Linked DNA regions of Mus musculus: all the other regions are linked to region 7. The links are chromatin contacts, called in public Hi-C, HiChIP or PLAC-seq and promoter capture Hi-C maps. All regions are on one chromosome and are shown on one strand. The core of a region is the stretch at or near the end of the contact, and the rest is flanking DNA. Distances in the headings are between cores, read along the strand shown.

Region 1 (3,884 bases), core at 281-2,780, 550 kb after region 7:
CTCCTTCTTGTAGGACGCAGGTCACATTTCTGTGTACCACATAGGCACAGAGAGACCTGCAGGGGAAGGAACACCTCTGGAATGTTTGGCCCGAGCTCACCTCTTGCTCTCAGAGTTCCCCGTATCTTTTTTTATTTATTTTATTTTATTTTTTTATTTTTGTTTCATGGAACCTTGGACCTCTGCCTGGGGTCCATATCTTCTGAACGGGGTCTGTGTCCTTGATGGGTGTCTACTGTCTACTGAGCCACGTGCTCAATTGAACCAGAAGATTGGGTGTCTACCCAACACCACTCTGAAAAGGCCGCCTCAGCTTCTCCCTCAACCACTTGGCCTTCTTTCTATTCACCCCCACCCCCACCCGGGCTCCTTCACTGGTTCTAAACTCCTTATCCTGGCCTTCAAGGTTTCTAGAGCACAACTTAGTGGCTTCTTTTTAATCAGGCTTTCCTCCTTCCTCCTGTGAAAAAGCTCTCTAGCCTCGGCTTTGCCATTTCCTTGCTCCCGAGAGCAGTACTCGTGTCTTCTCTTATAGGACATCTGCCCTGATGCTCCTGGATTCACGGAATGTGGTTGTGGGCTGGGTACTTGCCTTCAAGGTTTTATATTCGATTGGAATTCAAATTCCTGTATAAACCACTGTGGAAGTCTGTCCATTCTACAGTACAAGCCCAGGACCCACAAGTCCTCACCAGCTGTGCATCTCACCCACCTTGGGGCTCCCGCAGGGCTATTGGGGCCAGACCATAGGAGGGGAGGAGCAACTACCTAAAATAAGCATGGCTCTGTCTACAACCACGCAAGGCAGAAGAGAGACAGAAGGCATTGGACTGGGGAGCCCCGTGTGTTCCAGGCGCGGACAGCCCTTCCTCCTCTCCCTCCACCTGGTCCGCTGCGCCTGGAGTTTGCTCACAGCGCAGCTGGAAAATGTTACTTCGCTGGAAAGGTTTCCACGGGCACTGCCAGGATCCCAGTCTCCGCGCCAGGCCCCCTCGGCTGACTTGTTCTTCGCCAACCCCGCAGCCTCCTGGATGGCGGGGCGCCTACCCGCGCAAAGAATCGTGTCGGGGGAACCGCCCCATCGGTGGCTGGGGTACCCATATCTCGACGCCTCCGCGCCGGTCCGGGCAGGTGGGAGTGGCGGCGCGCCACGCGGGGGCCTCCCTCGGGTTCCCGCCGTGGCCCGGCCCCGCGCTTACTTGTGTGGCCCCGGGCGCAGCCGCGGACGCCATCCGGTGGTGTAGAGGCTGTAACGGGAGGCACTGGGCTGTGCGGGCCGCGCGAGGAGAGGGGTGCCCTTGGCCTGCGCCCCCGAGAGCAGCGCCGCGACGGTGCACAGCCACACGGACAGACGGCGGCCCATCGCGCTCGGTCGTCACTCTGTCCCTCGGGGTGCCTCCCGCGGGGGATCCTCCGCTCGCCCTCCGGGCTCCCGCGGCCACTCGCGACCGACCCCCGGAGCGCGCTGGTTCGGCCGCCTGGAGCTGTGCGGCCGCTGCGTCCCGCCGAGTGGCCGGGGCTACTCGCGGCTGGGGCCGCGCAGGGGAGGCGGGAGGCGGGCTCTGCACGGATTAGCATAAACTTGGGGCCGCGCCGCGAGCTCCGCCAGCCCCCTCCCCGTCGCCAGCCCCCGGCCCCAGCTCCAAGCTGACGCCCGAAGGGCCGCGTGCAAACACGAGGTTAAGAAACGAGCAGGCGGGACGCAGGGCGCTAAATTCCAGGAGGCTCCCCAAACACGCGCAGCCCCTGTGTACTTTTAGGGTACCGGACAAAAAGCTGCAAAGCCTGCAGGCAGGCCTGGCCTCCCTGCTGGGACCTCTTAAGACTCGCTGTCTAGCAGGACACTTCAGTCTTGAACGTCTAGTGAGTATGGGTACCATAGTCCCGACCCTGGACCCGAGATGAACTTGTATAGAGGCACACCAGGAACCCTTTCCCCAGCCAGAGTGTCCCCTGTCTATGGGTGACCCAGGAGATCTGATAACTGCAGATTTCACTTCACACCAACTTTTGCAGACCGGGGAAGGTGGCCAGGCTGCCTGTCTGAGTTCAATGATAGGCCAGCGTTGTCTGTTTCCGTTAGGTAAGCTGTACCACGTGCCCATTACCTCTCTAACCCCTCCAAGAATAACACCCCCACCTCACCCTCGCGCACGTGTGTTTCCCATAAAAGCTTTTAATTAGGTGGGCCACAGTCTGGTGTCTGGCTCATTATTAGCTTCTAGTCAAAGAATATTGCGAGGGCATCCTCGTAAGAAACTACCTTAAGCCAGGCTTCCTGCTTTTTTTCATTCCTGAACATGACTATGTAACCTAAGAGTTCATCTATACAGTCATGCTTATTGGACATCACCTTGTTAAATGCCTACCCTGCAAGAGGCTTTCTGAATTCTGATTCTGTCATCCAAGAGGACCACTTCATTCTGGCTTTGTCTCATCCCCACAGGACCATAGATGGCCCTCCAGTATCTGCACCAAGGAAATACTGGGCCTACTTGGAGGTCCCTGTCCCTCACTGTGTGTGTGTGTGGTGGGGTTTACATTCCTATGTGTTTGCATACACGTGGAGCCAGAGTCCAACCTCAGGTAATGCTTCTGAGGGACTATCACCTTGTTTCTTTGAGACTAGGTTGCTCACTGTTATGAGTCTGTCAAGTAGGTTAGGCTGGCTGGCCAGCGAACTGGCCCAATAAGCCCAGTGGATCCCAATTCTACCACACCAGTACTGGGGTTACAAGTGCTTGCAGTCATGCCTGGCATTTTCTTCCTTCCTTCCTTCCTTCCTTCCTTCCTTCCTTCCTTCCTTCCTTCCTCTCTCTCTCTCTCTCTCTCTCTCTCTCTCTCTCTCTCTCTCTCTCTCTCCTCTCTCTCTCTTCTTTCTTTCTTTCCTTCTTCCTTTCCATTTCTCTTTAAAATCAAATTCAGGTCTTCATGCTTGCAAGGCAAGCACTCCACCGACTGATCTGTCTCCCCAACTCTGCTTTCTTTCAAGAGGAACTCTGAGGGGCTGGAAGGATGGTTCAGCATTAAAGAGCACTTGATGCACTACCAGAGGACAGTTCTAGAGGACCTGGCACCCTCTTCTGACCTCCTTGGGTACCAGGCATGCATGTGGTACACCATATGCATGCAGGTAAAATAACCAGACACGGGAAACAATTTTTCTTAAAGTAACTTTGAGGTGTGAATAAACTCATTTGAAGCTGGTGGTATTAAGGATGCTGGAAAGAGCAGCTCTGAATCCACATCTATGCCCTGCCCTCTCCACCTGCTCTCTGAAGGCTGATACCTGACCTAAGCCTTTCTGGTGGTCTTTTTTTTTTTTTTTTAAGAAAGCACCTTTTGTGTGATATTTATTTATTTAATGTATATGGGTCCATTGTTACTGTCTTTGGACACACCAGAAGAGGGCATCAGATCCCATTACAGGTGGTGGTGAGCCACCATGTGGTTGCCAGGATTTGAACTCAGGACCATTTGGAAGAGCAGTCAGCGTTTTTAACCACTAAGCCATCTCTCCAACCCCTCTGGGGATCCTTCTGATGGTGCTTTCTGGTTCTTCTCCTGAACCCGGTATTGGTAGGAAACAGGTGGCTGGAATGCCCTCTAAGGTGTGAGTGTTTTAGTTTCTAGGGCTGCCATCATAACTAACAAATCAAGTGCCTGGAAAATGATAGCAATTTATGGGGCTGGAGAGATGGCTACATGTCTGGAACGCCTCTTCTAGAGGACCCATGTTGGATTCCTAGAACTCACATGGTTGTTCACACATATCCAGTTCCAGAGGATGCAATGCTCTCTTCTGGCCTCCTCCAGAACTAGGCACACACTGTGGTACACAGACATACTTGCAGAAACAAACTATAAATGCCAAGCACACAAAA
Region 2 (4,071 bases), core at 167-2,666, 520 kb after region 7:
AGGGGTCTCATATCAGATATCTTGCATATTTGATATTTACATAATGACTCTTAACAGTAGCAAAATTACAGTTATGAAGTAGCAACAAAAATAATTTTTATGATTGGAGGTCACCACAGCATGAGGAACTGAATCAGGTCACAGCATTAGGAAGTTTGAGAACCACTGATTTGGAGTGTATACAGCGTGTACGATGGCTTCACAGCCTGCCCGAGATACCTTGTAAGTGTGGATTACGGTTATTCAACTCAGAAGCAAGCACCTTTACTGGCTGAACCATTTTTGTTTGTGTGTCTGTCTGTTAGTTTTGTTTTTTCCAGACAGGGTTTTTATGGGTCTCCCTGGCTGTCCCAGAACTACCTCTGAAGGACATCTTACCTTGAAACTCTGGCATCTGCCTGCCCCTGCCTCCCAGTGTTGGTATAAAGGTGTGCGCCACCGTGCTGGGTTGAATGAGCCATCTTTTAGGCAAAGCCTGACCGTGTGTGCTTTTTCGAACAAACGCCTTCAGCGTCTCATGTTTTCCAGCACATCTTGTTTGCAGGGATCATCCATACAGGTAGTCGGAGAGGTCTCTGAGTCAGGGATTCAAAGTCATTCCTGGCTGGCCCCTTGGGTTTATTGCCTACAAATCTGCTCACTTGTCTTGCTCTTGAGAGTGTTGGGTGGTGAGAAAGTGTGATTGGGTGAGAAGACTGGTCACCATCTGCCCTCTGCTGGCCCGTGGTAGTATTAAGCGCACTGCCCACTCGCTAAAGTGTCTGATAGATGACTGAGCAGGTTTGCAATAGCACTGAGCGTATGAAGGTGGTCCGTTCTTAAAGGCGTTCAAGCTCGGTTGAAGCTGGGTGGTGTAACGGTGGTAGATCTCTTTGCGTGTACCACCGAGTTTTGATGTCAGTATGCAAAAACAAACAAGACTGACATTAACTGAGCAAATAAGACATTCCAACTGTGAGCATATAGGTAGTTAGACCTCGGCTAGAAAGGGGGTGTGGAGGATCAAGAAACGCTGTTCCCGGGATGGGAAATACAAGCGCCAAGCCCTCGACAAAGATATTCGTGTTCTCCGTCAAATCTTACAAGTAGCTTTCCTCTGGTATCCGTGGGAGATTCGCTCAAGGTCACAGAGGCAGGTAGTAAGGAACAGGACGTAGGTAGACGCGGTTCTAAAGTCCGTACGTCTTTCGTGCTCCTGTCGTGACAGCTGGTGTGGCCACGGGTGTGGCTGGGAACGAGTCAGAGCCCCGAAGTCTGTTGCTCCCCATAGGAAAAAGGGCGCCCTGGAGTGGGACCACGGGACGGGGGCGGGGTCTTCTCGAAGTGAAGGGTGGAGCCTGGACTGACCGGGAACAGTGAGAGCCGCACCTGGTTGGTGGAAGGAGTGGAGACCGGATCTCACCGGGTCTCAGAGAAAGCGGAAGTGCCGGGACCTGGACCCTTACCTGTGGAACCTCTGCGTACAGGTAGAGGCGGCGTTTCTGGGTCTCAGTGGTCCTCGGGAGGGAAGTTTCAACGTAGAAACCTAGCCCATAGGAAAACAAAATATGTTTTTCTTCCACTCTGTTCTATCTCATTTTCACGTCAAGGGACAGAGACCACAGGGAGCTAGGGAAAGAGTAGGGGAAGGCTGGCTTCACTTCCTGCCCCTTCCCCTGCGAGCTCCCTGGATAGCCAGGACTAGGAAGCTAGAGAGGAATGCCAGAACCTTTTAGAGAGGCTTCCCAAGACTGGCGGCGTGTCCTTGGTAATAAGAGTCCTCAGTTGCAAAGAGTGTCCCTGGCCCTTGTCTGGCCTGTCTTGCCTGTCAATGAGGGGAACTGAAGCGGCAGTTTCCCAATGCTGGGGAATTGTAACTTAGCGGTAGACCGCTTCCCTGGTATAAGGGCCCCTCCTTATACCCCTACTCTCTTTGGTGGCAGTTGGAAAGTCATCCCCACTCCATAACTCCCCCATCTCAATATCTGGGGTCCCAAGAGTCCAGAGGACCTTGGTTTGGCTTCCCTGTGGTAGAGACAAGCTAGCCCTAGAACTTTGAGGATATATCTAGCCTGGCTTGAACAAGGTACTCCACAAAGCCTGGAGTTCACCTTTCTATTTTGTAAATAGTGAGGTTCCCACTGGTCATGGTGTTGGGTGGCAGCCTACTGTGTCTAAACTGTTAACTGCAAGTAGAGACTGGCCTACTGCACAGCCCACAGCCTGAGTGAGTGTGGAAAAGTCACGATGCTGGTGTCTCTGCTAGATGTCACACACAGGCATAACACCTACTGTACAACAGGGCTGTATCCAAATTATCTCAGCGGGTACTCATCCCTGCCTGATACTATCTCCACTTAAAGAAGCTGGAACGAAGGCTCAGATAAATAGGGACTGGAGAGATGGCTCAGAGTTAAGAGCACTGGTTGCTCTTCTAGAGAACCCGGGTTCAATTCCCAGCAACCACATGGCAGCTCACATCTGTAATTCCAGTTCTGGGGTCTGACACCCTCACATAGACATAGATGCAGGCAAAGCACCAATGCACAGAAAAAAAATTAAAACAAAAATACTTAAAAAGAAAACCTCAGATAAATGAAGCATTTTGCCCTGGGAAGGGGCAAAGTATAGATTAGAACTCAGCCACTGTGGTGTTCTTACCCACAGTGCTTTGCTGCCATCAATAATCTGAGTCTCTAGTACTTAGCCTAAACAGTAGGACAGTCATGGAAGAAAAAAGTCAAAAAGGTTTCCTTAGGGGTGTTTGTGGGGTAGGGGTAGGATTTTACTTAGAGGTACCCGAAGCCCAAGAGAGTGGGAGTCTAGGTGAGATGAGTCTGACTTAAGGCCTATATTACAAGGGAAACTGAGAACCCGTGAATGAACCCGAATAATTCTGGTGACATCATCCCATGTAGCCACCTCTGCCATCCAGCTCCTTTTGCTTGGGTTAGTGACACTCCACTGGGGATGGTTTTTCTCCCAAGGAGACATTTGATTTTGTTTGCAGTGCTGTGGATTGAGCCTAGGGCCTTGCATAGGAAAGACAGGTCCTTTCCCATTGGGCTACACTCCTAGCACTCCTAGGAGGCATTTAACATCTAGAGACAATTTGGCTGACACAGCCTTGGATGGGAGCTGGGAGCCTACTGGTATCAAATGGTCTTACAACACACACACACACACACACACACACACACACACACACACACACACACACATTGCTCTGGTTCCAAACAGCAGTTGAGATGTCATGCTAGAGCAAACCAAGCCTGCCACCACCCTTTTTTCACAGTTCTTTCACTCCCAGCAGGTCTGAGGCTGCTTTGGTTCCATCCCTACCCTGGGCCGCCCATGCTTACTCCTTTGTTCCTGGAAACCCCTGGGTCTTCTCTGCTTTTCCTAGACTCACTGATCTAGAGGTTTGCTCAACAGATAGGTGTCTGTCCTATCAGTCTGTCTCAGTCTGTAGTCATTGAGCTTGATGTTAGAGCAGAATGAAGCTTCCTGCCAAGGAGCCAATAGGTGTCTTTCAGACAAAATTATTATTGGATTTGAGTGACAATACAGAACCATAGAGTTTAATGCCACCCCATTTTGACTTAGCCTCCTGCTGGCTAGGCCAAGACTTTTATTATCAGATGCCTAGATCATGAATGGCCACAGGGCACTGTGGGTAAGGGTACCAGACTGCCTGGGTGCTAATGTCCACTCTGACAGTAACTGAGATGTAACTCTGGGCAAGTCACTTCACCTGTCTGAGTCTTCTTGAAGTGCACCATTTATTGACACAGACAGAGGAAGAACCAACCAGATAGCAGCATTCCCTCAAAACCCACTGAGATCTGATCATTCAGACTTTTCCAAAAGTCACTACAGACATTGAGATAGCTCCTATCAAATGTTCAAGGGTGCAAGCACCACGAGGGACTTTGTTCCGATGTACATGTGGACCTAGGAAGGGTCCTGAGTTCCCACATTTCTAACAAATCCCCAGTGACTCTTATGATGCCAATTCCTAGACCACATTCCAAGTTTGGTGCATCACAGGTCTGCGAAGAGGTGGCTGCTCTCTGTGGTATGGTTTGGGGA
Region 3 (4,097 bases), core at 1,170-3,669, 580 kb before region 7:
TAAGAAATTGTGAAAAGAAATAACACGTAAAAAGAACCATGCAAGGAACAGGGCCAAGAAAAATCAGGATTTACTATGATATTGGTACTGAGCCCCAGCCGGCTGGTGATCTGTTTGCTGGCTAATTTTTCACAGTAGAGATATCTGGGAAGAGGGAATATTAGTTGAGATAATATCCTCACTAGATTGGCATGTGACACATTTTCTTGATTAGTGATTAATGTGGGAGGGCCCAGCTCATTGTGGGTGATACCATCCTTGGTATGATGTCTCTGGATGTTATATGAAAGCAGGCTGATCAAGCCACAAGGAACAAGCCAGTAAGCAGCACTCTTTCATGGCTTCTGCTTCAGTTCCTGCCTCCTGGTTCCTTCTATGAGTTCTTGCCCTGACATCCCTGGTTGATGGACTACTACATAGTACAAGCTATAAGATGAGATAGATCCTTTCCTCTCCGAGTGTCTTTAGGCTGTGGTGCTTTATCACAGCAATAGAGTCCCCAACAAAGACAAAGATACTCTGAACTAAACCTCTTACAAACGTAAAGTCAGTGCCCTCTAACATGTCTCATTGTTTTAAGAGAAGCGCCACAAGAATGTGCTACTGTATTCTAGGACTTTTTTTTTTCCTGAAACAACAGAAACAAAATGTCCTTTTCCAAGACACAGAGAACACTGGCAAAGAGTCCCAATCTAGTTACATAGTAAGATGGATAAGTCTGGTGTCTGTAACTCATCAGACTTCAGAACTTCCAAGCCGAGGAAAGAACCCTCCAGTCTTCCTTTCTGGTTTCCTGTTCTCTTCATCCTTTTCTTCCTTACCCCTTCCACCTTCACGGTATTGTTGAACTATAACATGACACAAATGTCCAAGCAACGTGGTTGACTTTCTCTGTCCCTTCATAACTTCGATCCAAAGCTGGAAGGCACTGATACAGCTGAGAATTACTTCACAGTTTCCTTTTGTGCAAACATTAGATCTGAGAAGTGACTTTTCAGCTTGCTTCCTGTTTTTGGCTCACATATATGCTACTACTGTCTCAAAGTAGAATTACCTACTCTCATTCTTTGTTTGTAGAACTTCACTTCCAGGAATATAATAGCCGGCTCTTCACAAACGTGAAGGAAATCTTCAGTAGGTGTAAATGTAGCCTTTGCATCTTGAAATAACATTTTTATGCTCAGTTACTTGCCTCACATAGACCCCAAACATCCGTATTAGGATGAGGTCTTTCTGGGCTCTTGAAAAGGAAACTCAAAACTTTGATTTCTTAAAGCCACTACCTATAATATAGGTATAATGTATATGTTTACATGTGCACACAGTTGTACAATTATTATGTCATTAGATGGGATAATATAATTGTCACTGAAATCATCACACAAATATCTGATCATATTTGTTACTAAAGGAAAATTTACATCAAGATATTTTTATTGTTTTTCATAGTTACCTTTTTTGCTATTGATATTTTAATAGCATTTACTTTATGGAAGACTTCTTCTATCTTCCTCCATCTCGAGAAAAAAAATTCAACCTTCTGGGGAGTCTCAATAACATTCTTATTTATATCACAGGCTAATATCATTTCAAAACAAAGTTTACTTCGGTAAATAAAATAAACATAGGACTCTTTAAGACCAGATTCTAAACTCTTCAAAAAGTCACATACAGCATGAATGTTAAAACATGTGTGTGTGTTTTGGGTGTGAGTGTGTGTGTGTATGGTTGTGTGTGTGTGTGAATGTATATGTGTGTGAGTGAATGATTATGTGTGTGTGTGTGTGTGTGTGTGCTTATTGCTCTTGCAGAGGACCAGGTTCATTTGCAGCACCCTAATGTTGGCTCAGGCCCACCTGTGACTTCAGTTCTGGCTGATCTAAGACCCTCTTCTGGCTTTTGCTGGCTTTTTGCATGCGTGTAGTACGCTTGAACTTAGATACGTACACACATACACTCTCTTTCTCACACATAAAAATAATTATAGCTGGGCATGGTGGCGCATGCCTTTAATCCCAGCACTCGGGAGGCAGAGGCAGGCAGATTTCTGAGTTCGAGGCCGGCCTGGTCTACAAAGTGAGTTCCAGGACAGCCAGGGCTATACAGAGAAAACGTATCTCAAAAAACTAAACAAAATAAAAAATTATAAATACTTTTAAAAATAGGTATGTTTAAATGACTACCTTTGAGTAAATGAAGTCCAACCATTTTTGCATTTATTTCTAAACTAAATGTAGTTAAACTGAAAATCTTCACAAATAACACTTCAGAGTTCTTCTAAGTCTTAGATAAACTCAGTCTGAGCGTGGCCTTGAAACAAGAACTTAGAAATCCCCTTCTTTACAAAGACAGAAGTGGTTCTGGTAGGTTCTTCTTTTATTTGATTATTTGTCTCAGCACACAGAACTTTTGATTGCAACACATAATGAACTAGGCTGCACTGGTCTCTTCAGAAAGAGAAAAACAAGGAATAGGGAACTCGGAACATGTCAGAAGAGGAAATTTTTCGCTGCTACTTCAGTGAGGAAGCTCCAGACAAAGATATAAACATGTCCTCGGAGTCCCAGTTCTGCTAGGAAAGATCAGCTTTGCGTTGAAGTTGTTGCTGCAGGTGATTTTTGTGAAGTTTCTGGTTGACACTTTGGTTCATAAGTCTTGTTTTGAAGATGAATCACATATTTGGCCATCACAGAGCAGCTAACAGGAAGGAGTAACAAACATCTCTGCTCAATCCATGCACAGTGGAACCCCTGGTGAAAGAACTCAGTGGGCAGAACAAAGAGACTAAAGTCTGTACCCACAGCCCTTGAAAGACTGAATGATAATACCCCTCTTCTAAAAGACTGTCACCACATTTGTTCAACAGCAGATCTGAAAAAGGCAGATTAAACACATCAATAGAAATTGTACAAATTTAACAGAGAATTCATGAATGGCATAAAAAATGAATGAATCCCCAGAGATGTAAGAGATAATTCCAGTGTGATGCACATGATGTGAGGCCCAACACAGAAATAGGAGAGACTAAATACCTGATCCAAAGTTCTGAATTTTAGTGAAAAAAACATTAAGTTGTAGATAAATAATTCCCAATGATCACCAAATAATATAAATACAAACAAAATACCCTAAGGACACATTGCTAAAACTCTCTCTCTCTCTCTCTCTCTCTCTCTCTCTCTCTCTCTCTCTCTGTGTGTGTGTGTGTGTGTTCACATGTGTGAAGAGAGAGAGAGAGAAGGAGAGAGAGAGAGGAACAATTCAATAAATGAAGGGTCCTTTCTCTTTGGAAACAAGGAAAATGAAATGTGGTGAGTAAGTTGCTTGTGACAGAAGTGTGAAGACCTGAGTTTGAACCCTCAGGAACCCTTGTAGAGCTAAGTCTAGCAGCATGTGTCTATGATCCCAATGCTGTGGTCCTCCCTTCTCCCCAGGATCTCTTGACCACCAGCACCAAAGGACAAAAGGATCGGAGTTGAAGGACCGGATTCGGATTGCCCCTGAGTAGGACTGAATGACAGCCTTCCAGAATCAGCATCAGAGAGGCTGTTCAACTTTATTCAGGGTGATTCAAGGGCTATATAGTTTTTGGTGATGGGATAGGGATTTCTAAGGCATGTACCTATCATGGTCTAGAGTTTAGGGTACCAAAGAATGCCTTATTTGCATGGAAAGGCATTCCAGAAATTCAAGGTGCTTGCTGGACAGGTTCTTATCTGGAGAAAGGAAGTTGTAATTTCAGCAAGGCTACCTGCCATTCTACAGGTAGAGGATGTAGGGGGTTAAGGCTCCCAAGAAAAGATCAGATTAGAGGAAGTCCTGCTGATAAAGGGAGTCCTCCATTTTGCTCTGAGCTCAGAGGAGCAGGGTTTCCTCAGTAGTGCTCTCAAAGCAAGGGAGAAAAAGACAGGAGAATCTCCAAAGGTTCATGGACCAGATAGCTTGGTGGATTCAGCCCTAGCCATCAATATATTATGTTTCAAACTGGGAGGTGGGACAAACATGTAGGCTGACTTCTGACTTCCACATGCTACTGTCATGTGCATGTGCCTATACTCACACGTACAGATACTCACATGCACACACACACACACACA
Region 4 (3,686 bases), core at 295-2,794, 510 kb before region 7:
CCATAATATGGCTTTGGCAACCTGAAAGCACTTTGGGGGATTGGAATCACATTCATATTCTAAAATTATAAACACCTTCATTTGGAGAGTTGGGACACTCAATCAACATCTGTGCTTCCTTTTCACATCCCGGAAGGTAGGGTGACAGCTTTGGTAAGCCTGACATGTCAGTCAGCCCCACTCTAGGAATCTGCCGTATGCTTCCATCTACTGCCTTTTAAGGACAGTCCCTTTTTCCTTTAACTTCTAACATGCCACACCTCTCTCCTCCAAGGCTGTTGTTCTGTTATCTGCCACATTTGTTATTTGTTTCAGTGCTGCTGGATAGAAAAAAAAAAAAAAGACACTCTTGTCTGTTCAAATCTGCCAATGGAAAACTCAACACTTTGAGACAATGGATGGTAAAGGCAAGTTGGCTGAAGAAAGCTCTAGCACACAGCCATGATTTGGCCTTAAGATAATGTCAGTTTGTGCGCACGCTGTCTCTCCTGAGAATTGCTCTGGAGATGAATTTAGGGGACTCTAGGGCAGATCTGGCTACCAGCTGGTGTTAGGATGGAGTTTTCCCTCCAGAGTAATCAATTACAGTTTCCCAGGATGAGCTCATGGAGCTGTGCCAGCACAGTGGGTTGAAGAAGCTGGAAGTTGGAACTCTTCCCCAGATGCAGGGCTCATCCCATGTGCATGTGGAGATGGCAAGGCACGCATACAGAAGAAACACCAGCCTTATTTTACAAAAATTATGAAAACGATAACAATGAGAGTATGCATAAATGTTTGTTTGTTGGGTAATGTGGAAAGATTAGGAACCAATTGCGCATGTGGATCCCAGAGATAATCCATTGTAACTGGCAATTAATAAGCAGCTGCTTTAATGGAAAAAGGCTTGTGTACCAAACATGATGCCATTAAAGAAGTGTCCAGAGGTTGCCACCCAGACTTTTGCTTCTATAGATCTAAAACCACAGTCTAAAGCAATACAGAACATTAACTATAATAGTAAATTAAGCAGACATGAGAATAATGCTTCTTTTTTTTCTTTTCTATGTATTTCTTGAACATTTAACATGGGTCAGGTAAATTGTTTCACAGAATTTCTTTCATTTTTGTACATATAATTTTCTTCTTTTTTTAAAAAAACAAAACTACAAAATGGATAATATGATCCCCCACAGCAATCCTGGAACCAAGATAAGTTACATACTTAATTTGGATGCAAATTGTAAGTAATGGCAATAATCTCTCAAATGAAGACAAAAAAATAAAGCATAATATGAGCACAGTGCACTGAAAAAAATTATGAAAAGTTTCAATTAAGACAGAATCACTATAACTGAGGGGTTTTTTTATTTCCCCTTGGGCTCCTGTCTGGCTCAGTGTTGTCTAGTTCCAGTTGGTGTAAAGGCTTTCCAAAACTTGGACGTCAGTCCATGGTGTATTTGACCCCAGAGATCTTATTTTTGTGGTTAGGGTCAGAGATTGCCCCTTGCTGATGTGTGTGGCAGGCAGGAGTTGTCAGGAGAAGGATCTCTTGCCCAGATCTGTAAGTAGGTTAAGGCAGAGCAGATGTGTGCAGCCCAGAGAATAATGGCCGGGGCCAAGTCTCAGATGGTGGACAGGAAGATCCAACTGGCCTCAGGGAGCTGGTTGTGAAACCCTGAGATTGGAAGGCCACTGCAGAGAGAGAGAGAGAGAGAGAGAGAGAGAGAGAGAGAGAGAGAGAGAGAGAGAGAGAGAGAGAGAGAGAGAGAGAGAGAGAGAGAACAGCAGCTGAGTAGTGAGGTTGGAGTCAGGATTGGCTGCATCCCTGCCTTTCCTAAGAGTTCTTATGAACTCTATGTATAATGATGTTCAAATGAGCAAGCTGCTCCATGACAGGAACCAAGAGTGGAAAGAGAGACATCCTGGACCATAGATCTTTGGCTCCCAAGCACTCCAGATTGGCAACTAGCATAACCAGGACTTGGAACTCACCACGACACCACACTTTCCTAACCCCAGAGAAAGGATGGTTACCTCGCTCACTTACATAATTCTGCCCACAGTCCTGTCCCCACAAGTATCTGGCAGGGTGCATTGATAGCTCCCCGGGGATAGGATGGGCCTTGGCTTCTAGACATAGAAAGATTTCCTTCTCTTGAATTCTCAATGGCCTTATAAGAATGAATACTTCATGAATTAAACCTTTTACATCCCTTTTTGCATTAAGTCTCAGGCATTGGATTAAGTGCTTGTCAGCAGGAAGGCAATGACAGGGCACAAGAGCTTGGGGTGGGGGATGAAGGTAGGAGATAGGTTTTTGGTGGGGAATATATGGACTTTCACTTACAACTGAGGAAATGCAAAAGCTGTTGGGATGCCATACCAGAAAGCATCCCAATGAGTCCATCCCAAATATCCCAACTTTACTGCTTGTTGCAGTAGCAGACAGATAATATAAGAGGTGTTTCCCTAGATACCTAGGTTATGTAGAAAACATTGTTTCAGCATCTGAATCCAAAAGACAAGCCTGGAGGTGTGAAGCTTGAATTGTCTGCTACTCACACTAGTCCTCCACTGACCTTTACAGAACAGATGACCTCAGTGGGAAATACTCTGCTTTCCTTGGTATCACCAGAGTCACAGGTCCCCACCAGCACACCAAGTTCTGGTGGCCTTTCTTGTACCAGCTCCACTTCCCACACATAAAGGTTTAGGCATGGAGCCAGCTGACTTGCCTGACTATTGGCACCTTGAAATGGAAGTAAATCCCCTTCTTTCTGATTTATTATTTCCTGTTCTTCAAAGTAAAGGGGAGGCAGCAATGCTTGACATATTTAAGCAGTTAGTCACTCTACAAATCCATCTCTTGTCTCACCCCCAATTCAGGGGAATAATATTTTTTCCTTGAGTTACATGAGGCATGATAGAAAGCTTTTCAGAACCTTGCCTACCTTAGAACCAATTTCTTGTGGTAAATTTCTCGAAAATCTTTCACAGCTTCTAAAGTAAGTGCCTGGCCTTTGGAAATAGGACTTTCAGTGTGAATGACAGCTCCTTACTCCCTTGTGAATCTTACCACCCCTGCCTCTCTGTCCATCATTTCTTGGTCTTCAGTTACAACTCCATCCTATCCAGAGCACCACCACACTGCTGTGCTCTGGCAGAAGCTGAGCTATGTTTCAGGGGGTTTTACTATGAAATCTCAGTGTTAAATAAAAAAAAAAAAAAACAATCAAGATGCCAAGAGAATTATATTCTATTTAATAGGACCTGTACAATTGCATGATTAGACAAACTACTATACTCTGGAATTTATGTAATGGGTACTGTCCTAGCTAAATGAAGCAACTGCTGCTGAAGATACCATTGTAAAGTTTGTTCATATTTCTGTTTGCGTGTGAGTGTTTACTATTACCAATAAACCCAAACTTATACACTGAAGCCAACACAAACTTTTCTATATGTAACATGGTTGTTTTTACTGCATGCTGAACGGGGATACTTCATAGGATCAAGACAGTCTTTTTCCTGGCTGTAAATGGCTAGAAGCTCTTGGTCTTCATCAGTGACAAATGGTAAGTTAGGAACCATATGTAGAAGATCATGAATGCCAAATGAAGACTCTAAGCTGAAATCAAAGGCAATAAGGGCCTATAGACAGTGTTCAGTGTGCAATTAACCTTATCACCTCAGGTTTAATGATG
Region 5 (4,095 bases), core at 1,199-3,698, 540 kb before region 7:
GAGAAGCAATCATATTCAAACTCAATAGGTAACAAAATATAGACATGAAAATGGAAGGGCACACCGCATGTGGGGAAGAACAGTTTCAGCAGAAGAGAAAGGCAACAGGAAAAGGTAATAGGGAAAGGAAATGACCAAAGTTCATTATAATGTATATGAAGCCATTGAAGAATATAAAAGGAATCCAAGTATCCATTAAATAAGACTCTTGAAAAATGTTCAGTGACATTGGAAGTTATCCTGATGAAACTGAAAGTTTAATGAAAATTATATGTATACAATTTCAATTTTCTAAAAATAAAAATCTATATGCAGAAGAAGTATGTCTAAAGAAAATGAACTAGATTTATAATTTGTCTTTAAGGATTAAGATTAATATAGAGGGGCAGTTAATCATGGGAGGCTGATAAAGTACTGAGTAAATGTTTACTGTTGTCATGAACACATCATGCCAAGGACCATAATTCCTCAACACAGGAACAGCAAAGCCTTTCCCTAGCTCACGAGAGATGTGCAAAATATACTGATGACAACTTATTCCTCCTGAAGTTTTATAGTCAAAGACTGTTCCCCTTCAGAGACCATGTCTCTATGTTCAACTGTATACTATAAACTATAAACTCACCTCCTTGATTCAGATGTATAAAATAAATGTGGTGAGTTTCTGGGTTGGTGATAGTGTATCCCCAGCAGAGTGCACAATTCCCCCAATCCAGATTTCGTGTATGTGTTTTTGTCATATCTTCATTCCCACTTCCCTCAGTTAGGTCAAACTCTAAGCTATACAGGTTACAGCATCTTATCGTCTACTCTCTAAACAAAATATTATATTTTCCTAATATAGTTACACACATACTTGTACATATGTATGTATGTTTGTGTGTATATGTATGTATGTGTATATATATAAATATATATATATATATGCATGTGTCTTTGTGTGGTGTGTGTGTGAGAGAGAGAGAGAGCTAGAGAGAGAGAGAGAGAGAGAGAGAGAGAGAGGAGGGGGTGAATTCAGGGAGGGAACTAAAAGGATCCATTAAAAGATCAAGAGAACAATGACAAAGGTGGGAGTGGCATCAGACAGACCTGATAAACAATATCATGGTACTGAAAAAAGCCTTTGCTGTTAAATGGTTTTTATGTTGACTCTAAGTACACCTCCTGATAGTTGGATATGGTGATCTCTCATCCCACTGTTAGAGGTTGAACAGTGCATGCAATACCTGCATTCTCTTTTTGTCAAACTGAAGACTGAATTACTTTTTTTATCCAGTGTGGTACTATATTGTAACTATGCAAGGTATCTGAATTTATATTTGAAATAGAATAAAGTTATCAATATTTGCCTGTTGCTTCTCTCTCTAAGGTTCTAAAAAGACTTAGAAAGGGTTAGGCCAACATATTCAAATTATACAGCTTCCCTCAAGTGTGCTCTTCATTCAAATATCAGTGTAAGTAGTGAAACTTGAGTCTGTTGACAGACTGTCATTTGTACGTTCATTCTTGAGAATAGTAATACACACATATACCTACACACACAACACACACACACGAGAAAAAGACAGAGATAGATAGATAGATAGATAGATAGATAGATAGATAGATAGATAGATAGAATAGTACTTGAGAATGCAATATTTTAACATAAGCAATCATAGATATTTCATTATCTTGGACACATCACTGTCTTTCTATATCAGCAGATGTGATAAAGTGAGAGAAAAATTAATAAGAAAATGGTATGAACAGAAAAGAAATGTGTTCAGTACTGAACTGAACATTCTAAGATTAATAGGTCACATATGACTATAGACAAAGAACTCAACACCACTGGACTCCAGTTGCCACTTCTTCTCTATGATGCTCTTGTGTCTGTAAGCATCATATTGTTGGTAAGATGAATGGCACTTACCCCTAATCACATTTGTTCTCTTAGCTTTCCCAAGGGAAAATAAGCTTTCATTATTTACAATTTCTGTTGGGAGTTCCAGAAATTTTATTTCAGTTACACTGAAAAGAAAGTAGATAGTCATCTACATAAGGCAGGAAAGAGTGGATGGTGGGAGCTGTAACATGCCATGGGAGAACATTACTGGAATTGAGTATATTCCAATACTTGGTAGTAACTGGGACTTCTGGACTTTCAACCTAACACCTAGGGTCATATTAAGTGATTAAAAACTTGGCTTATGTGGCATATGGCTGACTCTCTGAGAAGCATTTATTGCTGATATTTTTGTTTGTCTCACATAAACCACCACACTCAAGACCCTAATAGCTGAGGCCAATTGAGAGAGCTTTTCTCAAGTCTCATTGTGGACCCAAAGGACAAGCCAAAATTGTTCTTTAAAAAAATTAGTTGGATAAACTCTTAACCTTTAGCAGTGGGGTGTTGGTTTTCCTGGCCAGGCTGCTGAACTCTGGTAACATTAGACTCTGGTCCCCAGGGAAGCACTGCGCATAGCATGCCTAAAATGTGGCTTGGAGCTACAGTAACCCAAGTGGAGCCTTCTGTTTTCAGCAAAGACCAGAAAATCTCTGATGGTCTCCTGCATTCTTTCGCTCAGTCCTAGTCCCTCCTCCCCACTAAAGACCATGAAGTAGTGCATGTAAATGTCCTGGTCTGCTTGCCAACATTCCAAATGCTTCAGAGGAAATGTGGTCACTATGGGTGCCTAATGTTGCTTGGAAAGGTCATGGGCAAATGTGGGCTATAAATATACTGATGTTACAGCTGGTCTGTTACCCCTTCCCAAAATACCCAGTACTCAGCCAGCTGTATTAAAACCTACATAGAGTTAGAGTTCTTGGATTTACAATTCAAGCCAGATGCTTGGGGTATAAGAAGATATGGTGAAGGGAGATGGGGGTCATATGTAGAGAAAACAGAGAACAGTTAATAACAGAACCACCTTGTATTCTCAGAAATGCCTGTTTCAGAAGCTAAAACATGCTCACCCTAAATATAAAGGGCCTATCTATCTACCAGAGCATGGATGAACAATGTCACATTGAGAACTTGGTTCATATAATTTCTCTACAATGTTCTCTTCTCTGAGCTATCATCCCCTGTCACGAAAAGCAGAAGGATTTAGCCCTTTCCCTGAAAATACTCGAGACACATCCTCATCTTTTCCTGCTGCTAGCACAAAAGGCAAAAGGCTCTCTTAGACTGCTACACTAACACTTGACATCCATTAGTTTACTCAGAAGGAAATATCCAAATATTAACATAAGCTAACAATTCCTCTTCTGCACTTGAACTTGATCCTTATCTGGGATCACTGCTTGGTAATAGATGATAACTTGAGAATTTTGTGGCGAGCAAGGAAGCATCCAGATCTTGGTACTAGCATACAACTGGCAATATATAAGTGGCATCTTGCGTGTATGCATTGGGTACACATGTTTATTTTCCTAGCCTGTTTGACTCTAACAGTTTTGGATATAGTGGTTGCCAGAAATGAATAACTCATAAATCGTTAAGAAAAGGATCCAGGGCTGGCAAGATGGCTCATTGGGTAAGAGAACTTTCTGCCAAACTTATGACCTGAGTTTAATCCCAGGGACTCAAATGATGGGAGGAGAGAACTAATATATGTAGGTTGTCCTCTGGTGACCACATACACACAATAAACAAACAAATGATGTAAAACAAACATATGAAATATCTTTTTATTTTATTTTTTTAATTAGGTATTTTCTTATTTTACATTTCAAATGCTATCCCAAAAGTCCCCCATACCGCCCCCCAACTCCCCTACCCACCCACTCCCACTTCTTGGCCCTGATGTTCCCCTGTACTGAGGCATATAAAGTTTGCAAGACCAAGGGCCCTCTCTTCCCAATGATGGCTGACTTGGCCATCTCATATGAAATATCTTTAAGAAAATTCTGGAGTAAATTCAAACTAATCAGAAAGCTATTTGCTGGGTCTAGAGGCAAAAAAACAAACAAAAAAAAACTGGTAAAGATATCAATTTCATGAATGTGCCTGCACAAAACTCTGTTTATACATGTCACTGGCCTGTAATAGCAGTCCAAAGATTATGATTGCTCTCTCACTCTCTCTCTCTCTCTACATATATATAT
Region 6 (3,914 bases), core at 215-2,714, 610 kb before region 7:
TTGGTTTATGCAAGTAAGTCACTAGGGCAAACTATTGAAGAGTCCTGTCATGGTTCCTAGACTCCCTTGCTCACCATGGTGTGATTCATTACCCTTTACCTCATAATCCTGCCACTGTGAAGAGAGCAACTGCACCAAATGTTCCCTTCCAGGGAAGACTAGCACCCTTTCAGACCATGAGACAAAAGAAGCATTTTCTCTCTTGCGTTGTCGGTGTTGGGTATTTTTGTCCCCTCAGTGTAAGAATGTCTGACCTAGGTAGGGTATTGACGGGGCACATGCACAATAGGCTGGCGAGAACTCTTCAGGTCTTCAATGGGGTGATGACTAAGAGACATGACTGCCTTCAAATTCCTCCACTTGAAATTGCATCTTTTATTCTGTGTGTTTTACCTATCTCTATTTAGAAATAAGTTGGGAAATAAAAAGTATTATTTTGGCGAGTCGATATGGAGAACAGGCAGTTTTAGTGAAACTGGGGATGTGGTGAATGTAAGATTCCCTAAGAGAGAGAACCCCAATGCTAGGAGACTAGAGGCAATTTTGTTTATGCTAGCCAAAGGGACAGAGCCCTTCTCTGAGGATCAGTGTCAATTGTCAGGATAACAGAATTTAGAATCACCTGGAGATGGGTCTCTGAGCATGCCTATGGGAAATTATCTTGATGCCAGCTAGCACTGAAGCAGGTGTCACTGTGGGTGACACCATCTGTGACTGGGCTCCAGGACTAGAAAGGGAACCCAGCAACAAGCTATGATCACAGCTCTCTCTATTCTGGATGTGATGTCACCAGCTACAAGAGGCTCCCCTTACCTTGACTCCTTCACTGTGATGGGCTGTGCAGGGTGAACTGAACTAAATCAATGCTTTCTCTCTTAAATTGCTACAACAGCAAAAGGAAAGAAACCAAGACACCTTCCCTAGTAATTCTGGGCGATCTACATATCCCGGTATCTCCAACAAGAGCCGAGCTCACTCTGACCTCCCAGATCTGGCCAGTTCGGTTTGGTTTGTACCCAGGCCTGGAAAGCTTTCAGGACAGAAGATCCACTTAAACCAAATGCCGGGAAGCAACGCCCGCTATTAACTGTGTGCTGCTTTCTGGGGAGGGGCTGTGCTCCTGAACTGCTGCTGTTCTTTCCCACTGGGGTCCTCTGACACAGTCTGGGGCCAAGCCACCGTGGTTTGTGTTTGCAATCTGGGTTTTACTGGAGCTCAGGGTTGTCTGGACAAGACGTAAGAGCATCCCGAGCCAGAGGCCTCCGATCCGCAGGCCAGAAGAGTCACCCCGCAGATGGTTTTATGAGCTTTACACCAAAGCACTGACATACTTGTGGCCATCTCTCTGACCTTTCTTGTCCATATGACTGTATTATTGGCTGGATCCTTCCTTCCTTAGATGGCTGCTGCCTTCGGGTAAATTAGCAATTAAAACAAACAAGCACATTCATGGGCCCAGTGTTTACTCATCCTGAAACCCTCATGGCTGCAAGCCTACTGGCTCCTCCCCCACAACAGCTTAGTAGCCCAGACTACAAAGGGCTTTCTGTTCAAAAGGGATAACATCTCTTTCCCAGAGGACTTACTTCTAGCATGGAGTTGCTGAAAAGTGAGGGCGGTTGTGTTCGCACGAAGCACGTAGTTTCTCATACACAGATCAATCCGTTTCAGTTCCTTTAGCCACCATTTGCTGATAATTTGCCAATCTAGTAACATTCAGAGTCTCAATTCATAAGGAAACAAGACAGTGCTGGTAAGGTCCATTGCGAGCAGAATTCCAATAAAGAGGAGAAAGTGCTGTAAAAAGTACTCGCCTCCTCTCGGAACGGTCTCCTTTTCCAAAGCATGGTTTGTTTGGGTTTGGAGACGGTTCAGCTGGTAAACTGTGTGCTGCACAGCAGTGAGCACCTGAGTTCCATTGCCCAGAACCTGTGTCAAAAGCCAGACATGGTTGTCTGTGCCTGTAACCCCAGTGCTGAGCAGGCAGAGACTAGAATAGCCCTGGAGCTCCGTGGCCAGCCAGTCTAGCAAAGCATCCATCTCTAGGACCAGTGAGAACCCCTGTCTCAAACACCGCATTAAAGAGCAATAAAAAACAAACAAACAAACAAAACAAAGCTGATAGAAACCTATGATCTCCTGCTACGTGTGTACTTATACCTACATGCAGAAACACGTATACATTTACATACACACAGAAGTGAGCCATTTATGTAACTGATCTTTCAGCCTCCAAATCATATCATTCTTTGCTTCTTCAATGCCATTGCCAAATCCGTAAAAGCATCTTCTCTAGAACCATTACTTTGCATGCCTTGGGACTGACTTTTAAGCCCCGTTCCTATCACACCCTGCTTAAGCAGAGGAAGTCAGCATCAAATCCTCCTGGCCTATTTCTAACCAGCCTCCCCTCCTCTCTAGTCCCCTAACCACATCCTCATCTTCACCATCCCATGAGGGACTTTGATGAACATCATGACATCTCCTTCTTCAATGCTGATTATTACACATCTCTGTATCCTCAGATGTCCTACACGCGACTGTCAGGATGTTACATTTTTAATCCACAGAGGAATTTTTCAATAACATTTCAACTTCTTTCCAGCGCTGCCTGACCACTTTTTATTTTTATTTTTCTCTCAGAAAGGTCTCTGTGCTGCTGAGTTTGTTTATCAACTTAACACATCTGAGATGTGTCATCTGAGAAGAAGCAGTTGAGAAAAATGCCTCTCACAGACTGGCCTGTAGGCAAGCCCATGGAGCATTTTTTAAGTTACCGATTGATATCGGAGGGCTCAGCCCCCTGTGGGCAAGCAGTAACTGGGTTGTGTAAGAAAGCAGATATGAGGAACAACTTAGTAAGGGTCACGCCTCCAAGGCCTTTGCTTAGGTTCCTGCCACCATATTCCTGCCCAGAGTTCCTGCCATGATTTTCTTTTGAAAAAGCAAAATTCTAGGCCTTTAGGCCCAGGCTTGAGAATGTGACCTCTGTGACTCAATGCTCCAAGGTATGCTAATCATAAAACAAATATCTACATTCCTCCACCCACCTGCTTCCTGAGTTCAAGGAGTGTTCATTCAAAGAAAGTCACCCTGACCCACCCTGGCCATTGCTGGAACCCACTATGCAAATATGCTATTGTTAGGGGCTCTTAGAAACTGTCTTGAGAAATAACCCACACAATTACTAGGTATTCCTTGTGACTCTTGTGACTTTGCACTTCCTGGTGACTCTTAACTGGTATTTTTGGTATTTTTCAACAACGCCCTCCCCACTTCCTTGAGTTGTGGTTTCTTCCTTTAAATACCCCCTTTCCCAGCTATTCAGGGGTAGTCCTCTACCCCTGCGTGGTATATAACTGTGGGCCGGAGAGTGCTCTTGAATAAAAGTCTTCTTGCAGTTTGCAGCAAGAACATTTCTCGTGAGTGATTTGGAGTGTCGCCTCTCTTGAGTCAGAACGTGGGGGAGTCCTCATGTTGTGGGTCTTTCATTTTCATGGTGGACTATGACAGTAAGCTGAAGTAAATGCTTCCCTCCCCACATTCCTTTTGGTGATAGTGTTTTATCTCAGCAATAGAAATTAAACTAACATACCCTCTTACTTTTTCTCTTCTAAAACCACTAGCCATCTTCCACTAGCAAGATTGCTATGAATATTTTCATAGTTAATTGGTTCATGAGTTGGTGCCGATCTAGAGTTAGCTAATCAGAATCTTTCCTTGAGAACACACAAATGCTATGGATGATATAACTAAATCCATTTGGAAGAGCTACAAATAGTGAGATCACAGGAAGAGCAAATAACTCATTATTCCATTTTTTTTAAGCCCAAACATTTTATTTGTTGGTAGCCTGCTTAAGATTAATTCCCCCACCATTTCTTTGTCTTAGTAATTCAATTATTTTTAAAATA
Region 7 (3,686 bases), core at 241-2,740:
TCCTTCCTCCCTCTAGCTCAAGTCAAACAGGTCAAGGCCGGGGCCATGGCAGGGACAGGGAGTCCAGGGCTAGGGGCGCAGAATAGGGAGTCTGGGCCAGGGCAAGGGCGGGGGCCGGACCCGCCAGGACTCACAGAAAGAACTCAGGAGAGGAGGGGCTGTCGCTGGTGGAGCCCGCCTCCCTGAAGCCGGAGTTGGCGAGTTTCTCGCACTTGACCTTGTAGGCGTCTCTCTCGCGGGCCAGCCGGGACACCTCCTGCTTAAGCTGCTCCACCTGCTGAATGAGCTGCGTCTTCTCGTTCTCCAGGTGATGTTTCTGCTGGACGCGTTTATACCTGCACGACTGGGCGTAGCCCCGGTTCTTCAGGGTCCGCCGCTTCTGCTTCAGGCGGATCACCTCGTCCTTGGTGAAGCCCCGCAGGTGGCGGTTCAGCTCACGCACCGACATGGACACCAGCTGGTCATCAGAGAAGCGGTCCTCCACACTACCGTTGCCGCCCGCAGCCGTCGCCGCGGCTGTTGCGTGCGGTCCCGGCCCCGGGTGGCTAGTGGGTAGCTGTTGCGCGGGACTGGCAGCGCTGGACGGCGGGGGCGACGCTTGGTGATGATGGTGATGGTGCGGGTGAGCGTGCTGGCCCAGGTCATCGTGAGTCACACCTGCTCCTGGGTACCCGTGGTGCGGATGAGGGTGGTGGTGGTGGTGATGGTGGTGCGCACTACGGAAGCCGTCGAAGCTCTGCAGCGGCTGGGGCACTGGGTGCGAACCGATGAGCGCCTCCACCGCGTCCTCGGGCGTCAGGTTGAGTGCCTCGGGGTTCATCTGCTGGTAGTTGCTCGCCATCCAGTACAGGTCCTCGAGATGGGTCTTCGGTTCAGTCGGACTGAAGCTGGGAGAAGAAGGCACGGAGCTGCACGGAGTGCTGAGCGGGGTGGACGACACCGAGCCAGCAGGCTGCAGGCGTGTGCATGGCCGGCCCGGACGCTCCGCGCGCCCCAGGGGCTCCTTCTTCACGTCGAACTTGAGAAGGTCGAAGTCGTTGACGTACTCCATGGCCAGCGGGCTGGTGGGCAGCTCTTGCCCCATGCTCAGCTCCGCGGCCATCGCTAAAAGCGAGGCTCAGCCGCCGCTGCCGCGGGGAAAACTTTGCGGCCGGCCGGGACGCGCCGAGCCAAACGCGGGGGCGAAGAGCGGCAAGCCGGGGAGGCGGGGAGCCGAGGGCGCAGCGGGCCGGGGCCGCCGGCCAAGCCTTTGTCTGGGGACGCGGCGGCGCGCCGGAGAGTCCTCCCGAGGCTGCCTGAGCTGCCCCGGAGCTTGGGGCTGCGAGCGCGCCGGGAACGAGTCAGGTCGAGCCGGGGCAGGGTAGAGAAGCCGGCGAGGTGCGCGCAGGGGCAGAGGGGAGGCGCGGGGCAAGCGCCCGCCGCTCGCTCTCCGACTCTTTGGCTCTAGGGCTTTCTTGCTTGCAGCCGCTCGCAGCCCGGCGGTGCAGCTGTGCAGGAGCTGGCGCCGCCGCCGCCTTTTATCGCTTCCTGATGTCACTGGAGCGCGGGGGCCCAAGCGGCCCGGCGTGTTGGCCAATGGCTGCACGGCCCCCGCGGCCCAGCGACGCTGGGCGGGGCGTGCCTGACAGCTCCCCCGCCCCCCCGCGTCAGCTGACTGGAGACCGGAGGAGCCCCGAAGCCGTTGAGGCCTGGAGGAGGGCTGGAGCCGAGTGGGACGGACCGCCTGGTCCCAACCCCCAACACCCTCTGAGTCGAGGTTCCCGCACGCTTGCCTTCAGTGCGCGCCCCACTTCTGGACCAAGCCGCCGTTCCCACCCCGCTGTCTGCACTCACGCCTCCCTACATACTCTTTACACTCCCACCCTCGGCCCGTGTCACCCCCAAGTAGGCTCAGAATAAGCGCCCGGGATGTCGCTTCCCTGGCCCTTTGTTCCCAAGCGGCCCCCGCCCAGTGGGCGACGCTCCGTGTGTCCTCGGCGCCGCGGGCCGAGTGAATGTGTGTGGTGCGTGCCTGTGTTTCGGTAGCTCTGTCTGCGCTAATGTATGCGGTGGGGGAGGGCGGGGTTGGGGCTCCAAGAGTTCTGTTCAGATCTAACTCTTAACCTCTAGGAAGGTTCCTCGGGCCAAGAGACGCTGTTCCTCTCTTAGCCGGTTCAGTGATTGAGCTCAGAAGACAGAGCTCCAGTGGTCTCGCAGCTCCGTGCATTCGCCACCCCCCCACACACACCCCCAAACGCTCCCAAAGAAGATAAACAAACAAACAGAGTTGGCCCAAAGGCTCTGAATACCTTTCACTTGCCAGTCGTGTGGAAACCTTACAACTCCGAGGCTCAGAGCCGAGACCAACACCGGTCTGTGCACTCAGTGGCTCTGGGATGCTGGGGAACCCGGCCCTGTTTTTGTCTGAACGTTTTGTAAGGATTAAGCTGATCCAAGCTTCTGACGGCTGCAAGGAGATTCAAACAGGCATAAAGTGCGACCCCAAGTGGCCACGGTGCGCAACGGCGCCCTGAACCGGTTTGTTCTTTGCGGGAGGGAAGGCTTGGATGGCGTCTCGGACCCGTGCAGGTCCAGCTAACTGATCCGGCCAAGCCAGGCCTGAACGCAGGCTGTGTGCGGCCTGAAAGCCAGGGCAGACTCCTCTGGAACTATGCACAGGCCCTCCGACCCCATCTTTGGACTCAACCACTAACCCTCTCTGCTCACCTTTTCTGAAATTCCATATGCAAGCCTTCCAGGTGTGCTTGTGGGCTACTCCTCTCAGGAAAGGTCCTGAGCTGGGAAGATCAGTATTCTAAACTGAAAACGCCAGGTGACGAAGGTTCAGGGCTACCGGATGAGAAACTTCTCCGGAACGCAGACGGGAGGAGGAAGGCAGAACACTGGGCTTTCAGACAGGGCTGTTGGGCGCCGACAGAGACTCCCTGCCCTGGGCCAGAAGGGCAGGAAATGTGGGACTTTCCTCAGACCCCGACCCCGACCCCAAAAGTGAATAGATGTCGAATTCGCTGGATCCGGAGATCCGACCCGGCTCCCACGTCGCTTTTTGCTTCCCAGCTCAGGACGCGGAAAGATGAGCGTCAGAAAGCGCGCTGGGTGAGTGTGTCCTAGCTGCTGGCTGCACAGGACCTGCCCTCCAACACCGCGCACGGGGGGCTAGTGACCCGCAGCATTGACAACCAGACCAGACCTTTTCCCCCCTTTTAACAGAAAGAAAAATTTGCTTCCAATCAATAAGAAAAGCCTTTCCCCCCTTCTTAAATCCTTAGGGAAGGCGGGGTAGAGACTGGTCACAGGAGCCTAATTTTAACCAAATGGGTGTATTTTAACTAAAACTTCACCTAAAAGGTTTAGATCAGTGAACTGCTGGGGAAATCTCGAGCCCTTTGGAGAAGTGCGCTCTCGGCAGAAATGATTCGACTGCCTAGGTAGAGAGCCAGGGCGGTTAGGCTGAACCTCCCACAGATGAGATGGGCGATGAGGACACAGACTCTCGCCTAAGAGTCGCAGCTGCGGTCCTGCGAGGAGAGCGCGCTCTCGGACCTCGGCTCAGCCAGGGGACGTTGAGACCATCAGGTTTAGAGTTCCGGGTCTCTGCAAACCGGGGTTTCAGGCTCGACCACCACACGCATACTCTCTTAACACTCATGGGGCTCCAGCTTTAACCTCGCCCCACTCCCCCCACC

What was found. Promoter capture Hi-C pulls out the DNA fragments that hold promoters and counts their contacts. A called contact is a pair of places that touch in the nucleus more often than the background predicts. HiChIP or PLAC-seq counts read pairs in DNA pulled down with a chosen protein or histone mark.
Region 1: a contact with region 7 is called in a promoter capture Hi-C map of embryonic stem cells. The contact joins the promoter of Emilin3 here to the promoter of Mafb in region 7. A contact is called at or near these places in 6 of 39 promoter capture datasets (the 3T3-L1 cell line, the C10 cell line, embryonic stem cells and 1 more), 4 of 484 Hi-C or Micro-C datasets (all in embryonic stem cells), 4 of 115 datasets of contacts at active chromatin or transcription factors (all in embryonic stem cells) and 1 of 9 other capture datasets (embryonic stem cells).
Region 2: a contact with region 7 is called in a Hi-C map of LSK cells, with 5 times the contacts expected there. The contact joins the promoter of Lpin3 here to the promoter of Mafb in region 7. A contact is called at or near these places in 11 of 39 promoter capture datasets (the 3T3-L1 cell line, the C10 cell line, cranial neural crest and 4 more), 14 of 484 Hi-C or Micro-C datasets (CD4 T cells, LSK cells, Th1 cells and 7 more), 6 of 115 datasets of contacts at active chromatin or transcription factors (embryonic stem cells and stem cell-derived neural progenitor cells) and 4 of 9 other capture datasets (adipose tissue, liver, macrophages and 1 more).
Region 3: an H3K27ac HiChIP or PLAC-seq map of microglia shows a contact between it and region 7, with 9 times the contacts expected there. The contact joins the enhancer-like site here to the promoter of Mafb in region 7. A contact is called at or near these places in 4 of 39 promoter capture datasets (the 3T3-L1 cell line, embryonic stem cells and liver), 9 of 115 datasets of contacts at active chromatin or transcription factors (bone marrow-derived macrophages, craniofacial prominence, embryonic forebrain and 6 more) and 1 of 9 other capture datasets (embryonic stem cells).
Region 4: a Hi-C map of muscle stem cells shows a contact between it and region 7, with 2.6 times the contacts expected there. The contact joins the enhancer-like site here to the promoter of Mafb in region 7. A contact is called at or near these places in 6 of 39 promoter capture datasets (the 3T3-L1 cell line, the HPC-7 cell line, embryonic stem cells and 2 more), 3 of 484 Hi-C or Micro-C datasets (muscle stem cells, myocytes and uterus), 5 of 115 datasets of contacts at active chromatin or transcription factors (embryonic fibroblasts, embryonic forebrain, embryonic midbrain and 2 more) and 2 of 9 other capture datasets (adipose tissue and embryonic stem cells).
Region 5: a contact with region 7 is called in a Hi-C map of myocytes, with 3 times the contacts expected there. The contact joins the enhancer-like site here to the promoter of Mafb in region 7. A contact is called at or near these places in 5 of 39 promoter capture datasets (the HPC-7 cell line, HPC-7-derived erythroid cells, maxillary cranial neural crest and 2 more), 4 of 484 Hi-C or Micro-C datasets (embryonic fibroblasts, myocytes, psoas muscle and 1 more), 8 of 115 datasets of contacts at active chromatin or transcription factors (astrocytes, bone marrow-derived macrophages, embryonic forebrain and 4 more) and 2 of 9 other capture datasets (adipose tissue and embryonic stem cells).
Region 6: a contact with region 7 is called in a Hi-C map of muscle stem cells, with 1.7 times the contacts expected there. The contact joins the enhancer-like site here to the promoter of Mafb in region 7. A contact is called at or near these places in 3 of 39 promoter capture datasets (frontonasal cranial neural crest, hippocampal neurons and liver), 4 of 484 Hi-C or Micro-C datasets (muscle stem cells and uterus) and 12 of 115 datasets of contacts at active chromatin or transcription factors (astrocytes, bone marrow-derived macrophages, craniofacial prominence and 6 more).

What each region holds. Positions count from the first base shown.
Region 1 is chr2:160,910,809-160,914,692 of GRCm38.p6, forward strand. It overlaps Emilin3 (elastin microfibril interfacer 3), which reads right to left and starts at 1,531. Exons shown (of 4, transcript NM_182840.2): 1 at 1,200-1,531; 2 at 1-56. The coding sequence starts at 1,363. It overlaps Gm35181 (a long non-coding RNA gene), which reads left to right and starts at 1,524. Exons shown (of 6, transcript XR_375190.4): 1 at 1,524-1,863.
Region 2 is chr2:160,886,752-160,890,822 of GRCm38.p6, forward strand. It overlaps Lpin3 (lipin 3), which reads left to right and starts at 1,417. Exons shown (of 20, transcript NM_001199118.1): 1 at 1,417-1,466.
Region 3 is chr2:159,782,457-159,786,553 of GRCm38.p6, forward strand. No RefSeq gene overlaps it. Among named protein-coding and RNA genes, the nearest start is that of 4933416E03Rik, 160 kb to the right of the region's middle. Within about 2 kb of position 2,420, at least 4 of the 459 cell types and tissues checked have an H3K27ac peak or open chromatin away from gene starts, as enhancers often do. A contact at or near this core is called in microglia, where this site is marked.
Region 4 is chr2:159,852,572-159,856,257 of GRCm38.p6, forward strand. No RefSeq gene overlaps it. Among named protein-coding and RNA genes, the nearest start is that of 4933416E03Rik, 93 kb to the right of the region's middle. Within about 2 kb of position 1,545, at least 10 of the 459 cell types and tissues checked have an H3K27ac peak or open chromatin away from gene starts, as enhancers often do. A contact at or near this core is called in muscle stem cells, where this site is marked.
Region 5 is chr2:159,824,058-159,828,152 of GRCm38.p6, forward strand. No RefSeq gene overlaps it. Among named protein-coding and RNA genes, the nearest start is that of 4933416E03Rik, 120 kb to the right of the region's middle. Within about 2 kb of position 2,449, at least 4 of the 459 cell types and tissues checked have an H3K27ac peak or open chromatin away from gene starts, as enhancers often do. A contact at or near this core is called in myocytes, where this site is marked.
Region 6 is chr2:159,754,432-159,758,345 of GRCm38.p6, forward strand. No RefSeq gene overlaps it. Among named protein-coding and RNA genes, the nearest start is that of 4933416E03Rik, 190 kb to the right of the region's middle. Within about 2 kb of position 1,465, at least 62 of the 459 cell types and tissues checked have an H3K27ac peak or open chromatin away from gene starts, as enhancers often do. A contact at or near this core is called in craniofacial prominence, muscle stem cells and neural progenitor cells, where this site is marked.
Region 7 is chr2:160,365,575-160,369,260 of GRCm38.p6, forward strand. Mafb (v-maf musculoaponeurotic fibrosarcoma oncogene family, protein B (avian)) reads right to left here and starts at 1,491. Exons shown (of 1, transcript NM_010658.3): 1 at 1-1,491. The coding sequence starts at 1,102. The coding sequence ends at 131.